Regions from separate parts of the Mus musculus genome. Here region 1 is linked to region 2. Evidence: chromatin contacts called from public promoter capture Hi-C data. All regions are on one chromosome and are shown on one strand. Each heading gives the region's core, a stretch centred on a gene start, on an enhancer-like site or on the middle of the called end of the contact. The rest is flanking DNA. Distances are from core to core; before and after follow the strand shown.

Region 1 (5,545 bases), core at 1,538-4,037, 98 kb after region 2:
TGGGCTTTCTCAGATGAGTCAAGATCTGAAAGGCCTCAGCACATATATTCAAGATGGCCTAACTGAAATCTTGAAATAGAAATCAGAGACCTGAACTATGGTTCACGCTCATCTTCCAAGCCCATCACCATACAGACCAAGAACTTCTAGAATTAAGATGAAAAAGTCCAGGTCATTGTTTGTCTTACAATTGTATTTTCTTTAAAAATAAGGAGAAGAATATGTTAGAGATATCAAAGTGTGGAGGTAGACTTTATAAGCAGGACCTTATGGGAATCTAGGGATAGATAAAATTAAAGTAGTGTAACCCTGATGAACACGTTACCCCGAGCAGGCATTTATGAGTAGTAGAGAGCCCAAGAAGGAAGTAGACTCTGCAGCACTGCTCATACCCTTCCTAAAATAAACCGAGTGTGAAAACAGACAGATCTTTGAGTATGAAAGTAATTTGAGTAAGTGTATAACTTATTTGGTGGAATGCTTGTCTACCATACACAAAGGCATATGTTTGCTGTCAAGCAACACCAAATTTGGTGTGAGGCCCTTCTTGTACTCCTAGCACTCTCTCCGTATGTGGAAGCAGCAGAATCAGGAATATAAGGACATCTTTATCCATATCTCAAGTCTGACACCAGGTTTAGAATCATGAGACCCTGTCTCTAAAAGAGGGGATACAGGGGATGCTGATGGTATGGCTCAATTAGTAAAATGCCTTTTGCAGGAACACAAGGACCTAGGTTTCATCTCTATCACTCATGTGAAAAAGATGGATTAAGTTGGTAGATAACTATACTATAGCAACACTGGGAAGGTTCCAGGTTCTGTGCGAGAACTTGTCTCAAAAGCTAAGGTGGAAAGAGATTAAGAAAGTTATCCAAATTTCTCAATCTCTGCCCTGTGTTGAGGGAGAGACACATACACAGACAGACAAACACGGGATTCGGGGCATAATATAAAACGGTTGCTATTGCTTATGTGAAAACATTTTGTTTACATGTCTTTTTAGTCTTAAAGATTTAAATGGCTTCTTTTCTAGGGACTTGGGCAAAATAAATCGACCTTGGCCTGGACATGCCACCCTATAATCTGACAGGGTAGACTTGTTTTCTTTCTCCTAGATTGTTGGGAAGCCAACTTGAAGCTCCGCACTGTCCCCTGGATGGGGTTCAGTGATCTGAGTGAAGAAATGGGCCCACATACATACTCTGATGAATCACTGATGTCTTACATAATCACCCATCTGTGAACTCAGTCACAAGGCCAGGGTTGGTTGCTAAATTGTTTTTAATGATGACTTTGCCAGTGAGCTCATGTCTTATAATTTCCTGAAGCCTGAGGCTTTGTTTCCTTGTGGCAGTGGCATAATTATGTAAGACCTCCTTCAATGCTTTTTACGTCCAGGACCCTTGACAGGGTGTTTGATAGTACCTCCTACTTCCCTGTCTGAAGACTCTTCTTGTACAGTTCCACTCAACAGTTTAGCACACAAGGGCAACTCTCCTTCAGGAAGGAAGTGAGTCTGTGAGCCGGTAGTGCCAATCACCAGCACATTTTTCTTTAGGTCGATGGAACACTGGTGCCTCCTGAGCATATCAAGCCCTAGAAGGATATCCATGGGCTGCTCTTCAAGTATAGAGAAAGAGCACTGTAAGAAATCACCTTCAATTTGAATCTGAGCCAGATGAACGCGGCCCATAATCCTCTGTGTGCCTACTCCCTTAGCAACCCCACCCCACCGTCGGTCTACCAGTCTCATAATATTACATCTCTCAGCACAAGCTTGGCTCATGATAGTCATCTGGGCACCAGAGTCAACAAAAGCCTTTAAAGGATGCCCATTCACTTTGCAGTTAATATAGAGCATAGCGACTTGTCCAAAACTCTCCGGAGCCTCTTCCATAGCTATGTTCATATTTTCTTCAATATTCTGTTGTCGGATTTCTTCTTCTATTCTAGCCTGAGTTTCCTGATCAAATGGGTTAGTAGAGTAAAGACGAAACATCTCTTGCTCTCTCAAGGTCCTTTCTCTCTGCTGCTCCATCAGGACCTGAGAAAATGTCTCAAGGTTTCCACTAAGCAGAGCTTCAGCCAAAGCAGGATTCCGTTCCTTCAACAGGGACAGATCATGGGGGTTGGAAAGCAGCATGCTTCGAATCAGGGCAGGGCTGTCGAGTTCCTGAGCAAAGGTCATATTCTCTCCAGAGGCTAATCCGTGGGCTTGCTGTGTTGATGGTATACGTTGATGATGGTGATAATGGTGTTGATGCTGATGCGGGTGTCGGGAACTTGATGTTCCAGGCACGGCCGACCCAGACCCAGTGAAATCTGCTCGAGGATGGTTTGGAGTCCTTCCTGGAGTCCGAAGTCCAACATTATCCTTCTGAAGAAGTACAACCATGTCACCATCTTTGAGTCCATAGGAGCCCAGGGAGCAGTGGTCATCTGTGAGGAGCTGTTCCATGTAAACGATCTGGGCCTCCTCAGCAGGCACACCAGACTCAAGCTCACAGAGGACTCTGAAGTTTGAGAGCTCAAAGTCAGGGTTGACCTGGAGGGAAAAGGTTACCTCTGTGAGGTCCCTACGCACACAATACACAGTGATCAGCATGGTTTATGCTCAGGGAGGCCACATTGGCAGAAAACATCTGGTGGATCACTGGCTGATTGGTGCTGGTTTGGGTGGATGTTTGGCCTGCCCCTCACACCTTTGTGTGAAACTCATTCAGCTCGCAGAAAGGCAAGACAGAGTGGGGGCTGCCTCCTAAACCCAGAGCCAGCTGATGCCCCATGGAGCCTTAAGGTAGCAAGTTCATATGTGTATGTGTTGCTTGGAACTTAGAATGTCTGTTTCCATAGAAATAGTTGCTCAAAGCCAGTGGATTCCAAGGCTGGCTCTTCAAAATCTTCTTAGTACAGGCTATGCAGAACATCTCATTTTTCTTCTAAACATGTTAATGTCTAGCCTGTTGGCCTGTATTCTACATCCTTTTTCATGTCTCTGAAGAGTGAGTGTAACTTTCACAGTTCAAGGGCCATGCTGCATCCTCAGTAGGACACAGGTCCCTGCCCTTGAAGACACACAGGTACACCAGTTTGGGTAAGGATAGTTGTTCAGCACTGCCAATAAATACCACAGAGGTTGTGGGCACTAAACAAATTACAAGCAGAATGTAGAAGGCAGACATTTCTGGGGGGTGAGAATAGGTTAGGCATTTCAGACAAAATGAAAGGCAGGACAGAAAGAGGAAGAAGAACAGGAAGTTGGGGTAGGAAGAAGATGGAAAGGATTAAAAGAGACTCGAGACATATGGTGACTGCTGTTGTTTTCATTGACAAGTAGAGGGATCTGCAGCATAGGAAGAACATGGGCAGCCAGAGAGCGTCTCAGGAAGCCGAGAGGGAGATATTGGTGAAGCCTGGAAAACACAGGACTGAGTAGTGAGGAAGAGAGGGGATCTCAATTGGATGGACACTGCTTGATGTGGGTCATGTTGAAGACAAAGGTGCAGTAGAAAAACAGTCTCTAAACCAACCCATGGACACTGGGTAAGAAGAGGCTGTTACCTTCACCAGATGAGTGAAAGTAACCTCCGAGGAAAGCAGTTCAAAGTACATGGCAACTCAGAAGCTAAATATGTCTCTCTCTGACCCTGGGGCACAGTTACCCTCACTACCCAAACAAGCACCTACCTCAGAGTAGAAAATCTGCAGACAAATGTCTACCTATGAATGAAAAAGTAGCCACAGTTCTGTACCTGGACCGTATCTGGTATTTAGGGACTTTCAGCTGTGCCCCATCCGGCAGAGGCTCATGCATCAACCTAAAAAATAGGGTTTTATTTCTTTTATTTCTATTTCTGTTGTGTTTGACTCAGATGAAAGACTATATCACTTCATGCTCTAATTATCTCAATGTGGCCATACTCTATATCCTTATATTATGAATGTTGACTGATTGCATAACAGGAAGCCTTAATTGAGTTCTGGGGATATAGTCTTAAATGATGTGAAATTCATGCTGTGTTCTTATAGGAACTTAGAATCTAAAAAAGAGACACATGCATAAACACAAACTGCAGATGTTAAATATGAAGAAGAAACCATAGTAAAATTCTGAACAGCCTGAAGGAAATCACTAGTAGGAGAACAGACATGGAAAATGGTGAAGTCTGTTGAGTAGGAAAAGCTTTCTGAAAGAGACAGGTTTAGTGAGATGGGGGTGGGGGGGTTATGTGTGTACAGACAGTGGAGAAACGAATCAGGAGGAGGAAGATGCTCTGATTTACAGGACTTTTTAATATGGAGAAATATACAAAATTGTAGAGGAAAAATACGTTTTTTTTTCAGGTAAAAAATATTGTTTAGAGCAACTTTTACTACTTGCAGAGATTTGAAGAGACATTTGAATATAACCATTCAATATCATTTTGATCATTGTTTTTGCATGTGTATGCATGGGTACACAGGAACATGGTGGCTGAAGTTTGTAGTTGCGCTTCTTAGTAATTTAATTCTCCTTACATATTGAGGGTCTATTCCTGGCAACTAAGCTTCCAGATTCAGCTAATCTGATTGTCCTGGAATCCCTAGGTTCCACTTCTAGGTGCAGGGATCACAGGCTGGCAACTAAACCTGTTTGGCATTTTTGGGGGCTGCCAGAATCTGAACTTCTGGCCTCACTGCTGTGTTCCAAGTGCTTTACCCACACAACATTTCCTCAGGTCATTTGATTTCCTTAATGTCTATTAAACTCTATTAAATTATAGAGATACTACTAGGGTTTTGTTATTGTTGTTTTGTTTTGTTGTAGAATAAAGGGTATTTTTGTGTTACTGTTCTTTTATTTCAGTTTTGGTAAAGGAAAAGTTGAAGGTTCACATTAAAAGAAACTAAGATCTTCTTTAATGTTACCATTGCCAAGATACCAAACAGAAATCAGGTTAATAAAAGCTGTTCTGTTACCTTGATTTAATTATTTAGTTTTTCTAGCATTTTTGCTTTGCTGTTTACCTTTGACCCAGAAGGAAGCAAACAGGCTTAAGGTCTGGCCAATTAATTCTTATCGCCCCTAACTCAAACAGCAAGGCAGACTTGACAGGAATCATCTGGTTCCAACACCCACCCTGCTCTTAAAACCCTTTTCACAAAACAGCTGGAATCTCCAAAGATAAACACAACTCCCCAGGCTATTTGGTATTCCTGTTTTGTATATCGCTTAATTCACTGGCTTTACTCAGCAGTATTGGTGATTCAAATACTGTATGTATAATTTTCTTAACCCAAATTTTAATTAAAAACATCATCTGATCATGTAATAAACATGGAAATTATAAACACTCCCAAACATCAAACGTGCCATGAATCCCTGCAGTATAGAAGTGTAGATTGATGGTCTGTGAGTTAATCAGGTGTACTCTTGTAGGTAACCTGAGATTATTGCTTTTTCTCAAGGAATACTTTAAATATTTCCTGAATATTTTTCTTTGCAAGTGTGATATAAGAACATAATTGAATTGTTGAAATGTGAGAACTCTGCACAGTCTTG
Region 2 (6,420 bases), core at 453-2,952:
CCATAGAACATATTCTTATATTTCTTTACTTTTTTGTGATCACAACAGGGACTGCAAAGCTGTGCTTATTTTTAAGTTTGTGTGGTGGCTATATGTGTGAAGCCCAAAAGCTAACACTGAATTTCTCTATTGTTTGTTTTGAGCCGGTATCTCTGGCTGAATCATGAGCTTTCCCTTTACACAAGTTGAAATCCGGGGATCTACCTGTTTGCGTTACACAGCACTGGAGCTTCAAATGCATACCACAGTGTGCACAAGTGTGACACAAGTGTGATGTGTGTCTTCAGGTACTTCGCTGACTGTACCATCGCCTGTGAGCCTACTTTCTATGTTGCTTCTCTGTGTCTTTCTCCAGGGCAGATTATATACTTAAACAGTATAAACAGATTTTTTTTTCTTCAAGGGGATTCAAATTTTTCAATTGTCGGTCACATCAATAGCATGTACTTTCTTATGCATCAGCCCATAAAACAGTGATATCCATAAAGCAAGAACGTCTTACATGAACTTGATCGAGAACTAAGAGGGCACTACATTCCATTTTACTCACTCAGAAATAGTGCTGAAATGAAGTTACCCACATGTATATCCTCTTCAGTGCTGGGTGGTAGAGTAACTTGTAAAGTCTGTATTGTCATAACCCCCTCCCTTCTCAGCCACTTCTAATGAATGAATATCATGTATGTCCTATTCTCTAGACTTTCAGGCCTTAAAGATGTTGGGACTTTTGTATCACAAACGTCACTGATGAACAGCTGAGGAAATATGTATGCTTGATTGAGATTCATCTACCAAAAAAAAATCATAGAACAAAATTAGTTCATCTAATTCTTGCCACAGTCACACAAATCATTTCTATTTGTGTTTTGTACCAAAAGACACTGCATTTCTGGGGTCCAGTGCTTTCTTGCTTTCTTTCCTCCCACTGTTTTTTTTTTTTTTTTTTTTTTTTTTTAACCTATGGCCAAATATCCCTCCTTCATTTCTTCTATAGTATTAACATATTTAAAATCTAGAAAACATACAATATTCACAGGATTTTGCTTTGTTTTTTGTTAAACAGGGTCTTCACGTAGCCCAGGCTGGCCTGAAATGGAGTTCACTATACTGCTTAGGTTGGCCTTGAACGCTGACCCACCTGCCTTCACCTCCAAACACCAAGATTACTGGCATTCACCACTCCATCTAATTTATTTATGTGTGTGTTCATTTTCTGTTGTTGTTTGAGACAAAGTCTCTCCTTGTAGCCCTCTTCTGCCTTTGCCTCAAGGTGTTCAAACAGTCCCTGCTTCTCTTCCTGAATTGGTAACTGAGCCTCAAGGCAAACTCAGCATGGGCTTCTTTGTGATTGCATTTCCTGTGGAAGGTGGAGTGAAGCCTTGCTCAGTTGATTTGAGTTCTAGTATAATAGTCCTAGCAGATTCCAGTAACCAAGGCCAGCACTTAGTGGGCTGTCAGAGGATTTGACCACTCACCTCTAGATAAGTTCTATCCTCCTTTCACTCCTCCTGACCACTTTGTGCCCTACTCCTGGCCAGTTTCTATAAAACCCTGGGAGACGGGAAGGGTCTGGACCACCTTCAAACTCATGCTCAGTGACAGAGCTATTTTGGCTGGGACTGTGAGCCAGGACTCCAGGATCCCTGTTCCCAGCCGCACTGCCCAACAACTACACAGCCTCCCTTCCGCAGAAGAGCCAGACGCTGTGACGCCGGCTCCCTGCAGCCTGTGCTGCAGCCGCTGTCCACCGGAGGGGGGCGAATCCACGTCAACCTGTTGTTTGCCCAGCTCCTATTGATCAAGTCAGAGCTACAAGGAAATGCGGCACACACACGCGCTTGGAAAGTTTAGCTTACAGGAAGTTTTGGGAGAGCAGCGCCAGTAACTGGGCGGCCGGGACAACACAGGCGGTGAAGGCGAGGGACTGTGCAGTAGAAATCCGCCGACTCAACCCTTTGGGCTTTATTTATTTACTTTTGGAGCAACGCGATCCCTAGGTCGCTGAGCCCAAATGCAACGGCTCGTTTTAGTCTCCATTCTCCTGTGCGCGAACTTTAGCTGCTATCCGGACACTTTTGCGACTCCGCAGAGAGCATCCATCAAAGCTTTGCGCAATGCCAACCTCAGGAGAGATGGTAAGCGATTCATTTGATTTGTGTTCAGCATTGAAAAGGTCACATTTGCTATTGTCAAGGTTCTTTGGGTCATTCACCAGACCCCACCTCCTCCGATTTTGAATTTTTCAAATGAACTCAGAAGGCATTCTCTGGAAAGGATTCTCCTGCCTGCTCCTCACCCTTCCCCACCCCCCCCACCCCCCGCTAAAATTGCCCCTCATTCTATAACTACTAGAGAGTGTTTTGAAGTGTCCTGGAGGCCACTGGGGGAAGTGCTGGAGTACACTGGGGGGTGGGGTCAAGTGGCTTTCTCCCTGCAACTTAGAATCATATCAGTAGGTGTGTGTCCTGGAGTAGTTGACACCAGGATGTGGGTGTCTCCTTCCAGGCTTTGAAAGCTGCAGGCTGTGCTCATCTTGGCATTGTGGTGGGCGGTGGAGTCCAATGGCCTTTACTGGATAATGTAATTCTTATTTATTTTTTTATTTTAGTTAGGGGAGTAGGGATGACACGTTTCAACACTGTGGTTATTTTTGCAGCAGACTGGCCATGTATAAATCATTTGTTTTCAAAAGAAGTCAGTGTTGTCCTTTATGTCCCTCAAGTGACTTTCCCTTGGAGTTCAACAAGGGTCAGGAACTAAGTGTGTGGGAGGCAGAGTTCCTGGAATGTTCTTGTAGCACAAGGTACCTGGCTTCTTTGGTTGGTTTCCTTTGTACGGAAGTTTTCCAAGCTCCTGAAATGGCTGTCCTAAGAAAGGTACTGAGTAAGCATGCTTGTTTTCCTGTCCTGTGCAAGATACATGGGAAAAATAGGTCCTAGAAACTCCTCATTGAGCTTTTCTCCTGGAACTTAGGCCCTCAGCTGTAGCCTGTGGTCCTAGCAAGGTACAGTCCTTGTGTTGGGTACCTGTAATATCCCAAGACATTTTTGGCTTTTGTTATCCTACATGAAGCTCATTCTCTTACTTGGTTAAAGTACCCAGAGCCTCCACTTGCTTCCATATCACTCCACTTGCTCCTCCCATCAAGGAAATCATTGAGTTGTTCTTAGTGGCTTGATTGAACTAGAAACATTTAACCATCTTGGTAACATGATAGTAGCCACCTTAGTCACTAATCAGTGTCTTTCTTGAATATGTTCTAAATTCAGACTTCCTTAAAAGGCTCTTGGAAATTGCTTTCTGATGACAGGTAGAATGTAGAACAAAGTGCAGTGTCTCCAAGTTATCCAAAGTGTTGAGGTGTGTGGCCTATGAACTCAAATCCCTACTGGATAGCAGTGTTTTTGTAAAATATTGTGATGGTATGTTTTGGGTGACCCCCCTCCCAATTAAAGTACAGAGATTTTGCTCTCAATTTTAAAGGCTAAACAAGGTTGAGTGTCAGTGTACAGTGCACATTTGCAGTTGGTTTTCCTGGATATTGTCTTCAGTATGTTGGGAACAAAATTTAAAAAAAGGGTGGGGAGCACTGGGGTCCTGGGGAAGAACGGAAGGAAAAAGATGCCCACACCCCGCCAGAGTTTCCCTATTCTCTGGTCAGTCAGGCATGGGAGGGCTGCTATCTACCCTATCCACTCATCCCTGGGTGGGCATTCCTCTATCCCACTCTTCAGGGGGTGGCCAAGGGGCAGCCCTGCCTGCCCCCCCGCCCCCCCCTGTAGCAACTTTGCTAAAGACACCAGGGTTTTGGGAGAGAGGGAAGAGGGAAGAAGTTCCCAACACTGACCAGAGTGTGCAGCAGAACTTGAAGGAGCAGAACGGAGACTCTATGGTTTTAGAGCTTTATTATAGAAATGCTGGGGAAAGAGAGAAGGTAGAAAGGAGAGAGAGAGAGAGAGAGAGAGAGAGAGAGAGAGAGAGAGAGAGAGAGAGAGAGAGAGAGAGAGAGAGGACTAGAGAGAAGAAGAGAGAACGTAAGAGAGGAGAAGAAAGAAAAAGAGGAGAAAGAAGTGAGAAATGAGAGAGGTGAGAGGAAAAAGGAATAAGAGACTGAGGTGTGGGCTGAGCACCCCTTTTTATGGTCTTCACTGTTGCTAGGTAACTGGGGAGGAGTTTAGCCTGAAGCTCAGAAGCTTGGGCCATTGCTCGCATGACTACTGACCATGCTTCTCTTGTGGGGGCTGTGGGAGGTGGTACCTTACGCAGGGGCCGGAGTTCCAGGAGCATGAGGGAACGCTTACCGTGTCATGTAGGTGAATTATGACCATCGGAGTTCAGACCTTAGCTCGACCTGGAGACCAGCCAGCAATTCCCCACACTAGTATGCACAGATCTTTGAGTTTTCAGCTTTGCCTTTTTGGCTTCATAGAGTTAAACACCATGTTGATGCATGATTTCAGAGCCATAATTGGTAACCCTCCCAAGTATTCGTTACAAGAATTCAAGGACAAAAATGAAAAGCATGCCGTCATTGCTTATTAACCCAAGAATCTGACCCAAATCCAGTAAGACAGCTCAGAAATTTTCCGTGCTCCTCTTTCTTTTGTTGGAAAGCACACTCAGATTTTAATTTTCTTTATTAAATCTCTGTTTTTCTATCTAGTCTACATATGTACTTCTCAAAAAGCTGATAATGTCTCTTGATTTCTTCATATTTTAGCTGAAGCTGTTTCACAGATACTCCTACGCGCATACACACACATACACACACACACACACACGCACACACATACACACACACTTAATATTTTTCTCTTTAACTCTTTAACAATCTTACCTTTAAAACTGACCGGAAAATAGGAAACCCAGACATACTTATTTAAGATAATACTGACATTCAAAATAGTTTCTGAGAAAGATGGTTAAAAGGAGTGAGATTGGTTGAAAGGGATGGAAGTTGAAAGATAGTGTTACAGTAATGTGTGTTTTCCCAAACAATGTAGTTTCGTTATCTGTGAAGAGATGATTCAGTAATTTAAAGTGTCAGGGCAAGAGAATGATTGAGAGAAAGAAGCCTAACAATATTCTTTGAGGGTATCTTGGTGTTAATGGAGGATAAAGTGTTGAGTGACAGCCAGAGAGTGTTTCTGAGACAGCCTTTGTACATTCTTTCTAGCTGGGCTTGACTGCCCAGTGCTGGATTCAATAAAGGAATCATAAGGGAAGGCCAGGCACCTGATAGAAATGGCTTCCGATGATGTGTTGGAATCTTCATGGGCTGCTTCGAATGGTCTTTGGAGAGGTCGAAACACCACTGAAAATCCTAATGCATATCAGAGAGAAAGTTTAATTTATTACATCACATCCTTGCTCAGACTGCACACATTTTCAGTTTGCTTTCCTCAGTTTCCCTCGGGACTCATTAAGGAAGGAAGGTGTTATTTTGCTATTTTGACTCTCAGATGAAGATACCATATAAGTCTGGGGCGCATATGCTTGAGAAATATGCTCAGGAGAAAGGCAGAAAACAGATCTGATCAACATTAGCTTAGTCATTAGACGACGTGGTGAGTAGTCACTGCAAACCCTGAGTGGGTTTGGGCATGCATGTGGAAGCCATTATTTGAAGGTAAGGCTCAATTCACACTTGAATGGCATGTGTTTGCTCTTTGCAGTTCCATTAGTTGCTGCCCAATTTGGGAGCTGGGGAAGAAATTATAAACGATTAGGGAAGGTGCTCCATGAAAAGGGCACGAGATGGATATTCTTGATTATTTTTAGCCTGATAGAAAAAGCTTTGGCCAGGCAGTGGTGGCGCACACCTTTAATCCCAGTACTCAGGAGGCAGAGGTAGGCGGATTTCTGAGTTCGAGGCCAGCCTGGTCTACAAAGTGAGTTCCAGGACAGTCAGGGCTATACGGAGAAACCCTGTCTCGAAAAACAAAACAAAACAAAACAAAACAAAAACAAAAACAAACCAAAAAAAAAAAAAAAGCTTTGGTTTGATCAGCTATGTCTAGGAGGGAAGCTAAGAAATGGTATAAAGACCTTAGGTTTATAAAAAATAGGTTCCTTTTATAAGGTGATTGGTCTACTAGAATGTTCTTTCAGAATACTGTTCTTGTTGGGAAACAAGTACTCCAGATCTTTCCATTAAAAATAGCTGAAGAAGGGCATCAGAGGAAGGTGGTAGATGTGATTCAAGTGAGATTTTATAGGTATGGAAGAATACATTACAATAAATTGAAACACATAATGTATTTATACTTCCTTATATTCTATTATTAAGTGTCATTCGTGGTCAAACTGATTTACCTTAATCTTATCTCTAAATCTAGACCAGATCCTAATTTAGGAGCCACATCTTATCTAGTGTCTATGCAATTGATGCTTTCATGAGAATGACTGTTCACAACAGGT

Evidence for each region. Capture Hi-C pulls out chosen DNA fragments and counts their contacts.
Region 1: a promoter capture Hi-C map of adipose tissue shows a contact between it and region 2. The contact joins the promoter of Ddi1 here to the promoter of Pdgfd in region 2. A contact is called at or near these places in 4 of 484 Hi-C or Micro-C datasets (granulosa cells and uterus), 1 of 115 datasets of contacts at active chromatin or transcription factors (astrocytes) and 1 of 9 other capture datasets (adipose tissue).

The regions. Positions count from the first base shown.
Region 1 is chr9:6,263,760-6,269,304 of GRCm38.p6, forward strand. Ddi1 (DNA-damage inducible 1) reads right to left here and starts at 2,788. Exons shown (of 1, transcript NM_027942.1): 1 at 1,269-2,788. The coding sequence starts at 2,608. The coding sequence ends at 1,382. All of the region lies in intron 1 of Pdgfd (platelet-derived growth factor, D polypeptide), which reads left to right.
Region 2 is chr9:6,166,784-6,173,203 of GRCm38.p6, forward strand. It overlaps Pdgfd (platelet-derived growth factor, D polypeptide), which reads left to right and starts at 1,703. Exons shown (of 7, transcript NM_027924.3): 1 at 1,703-2,135. The coding sequence starts at 2,012.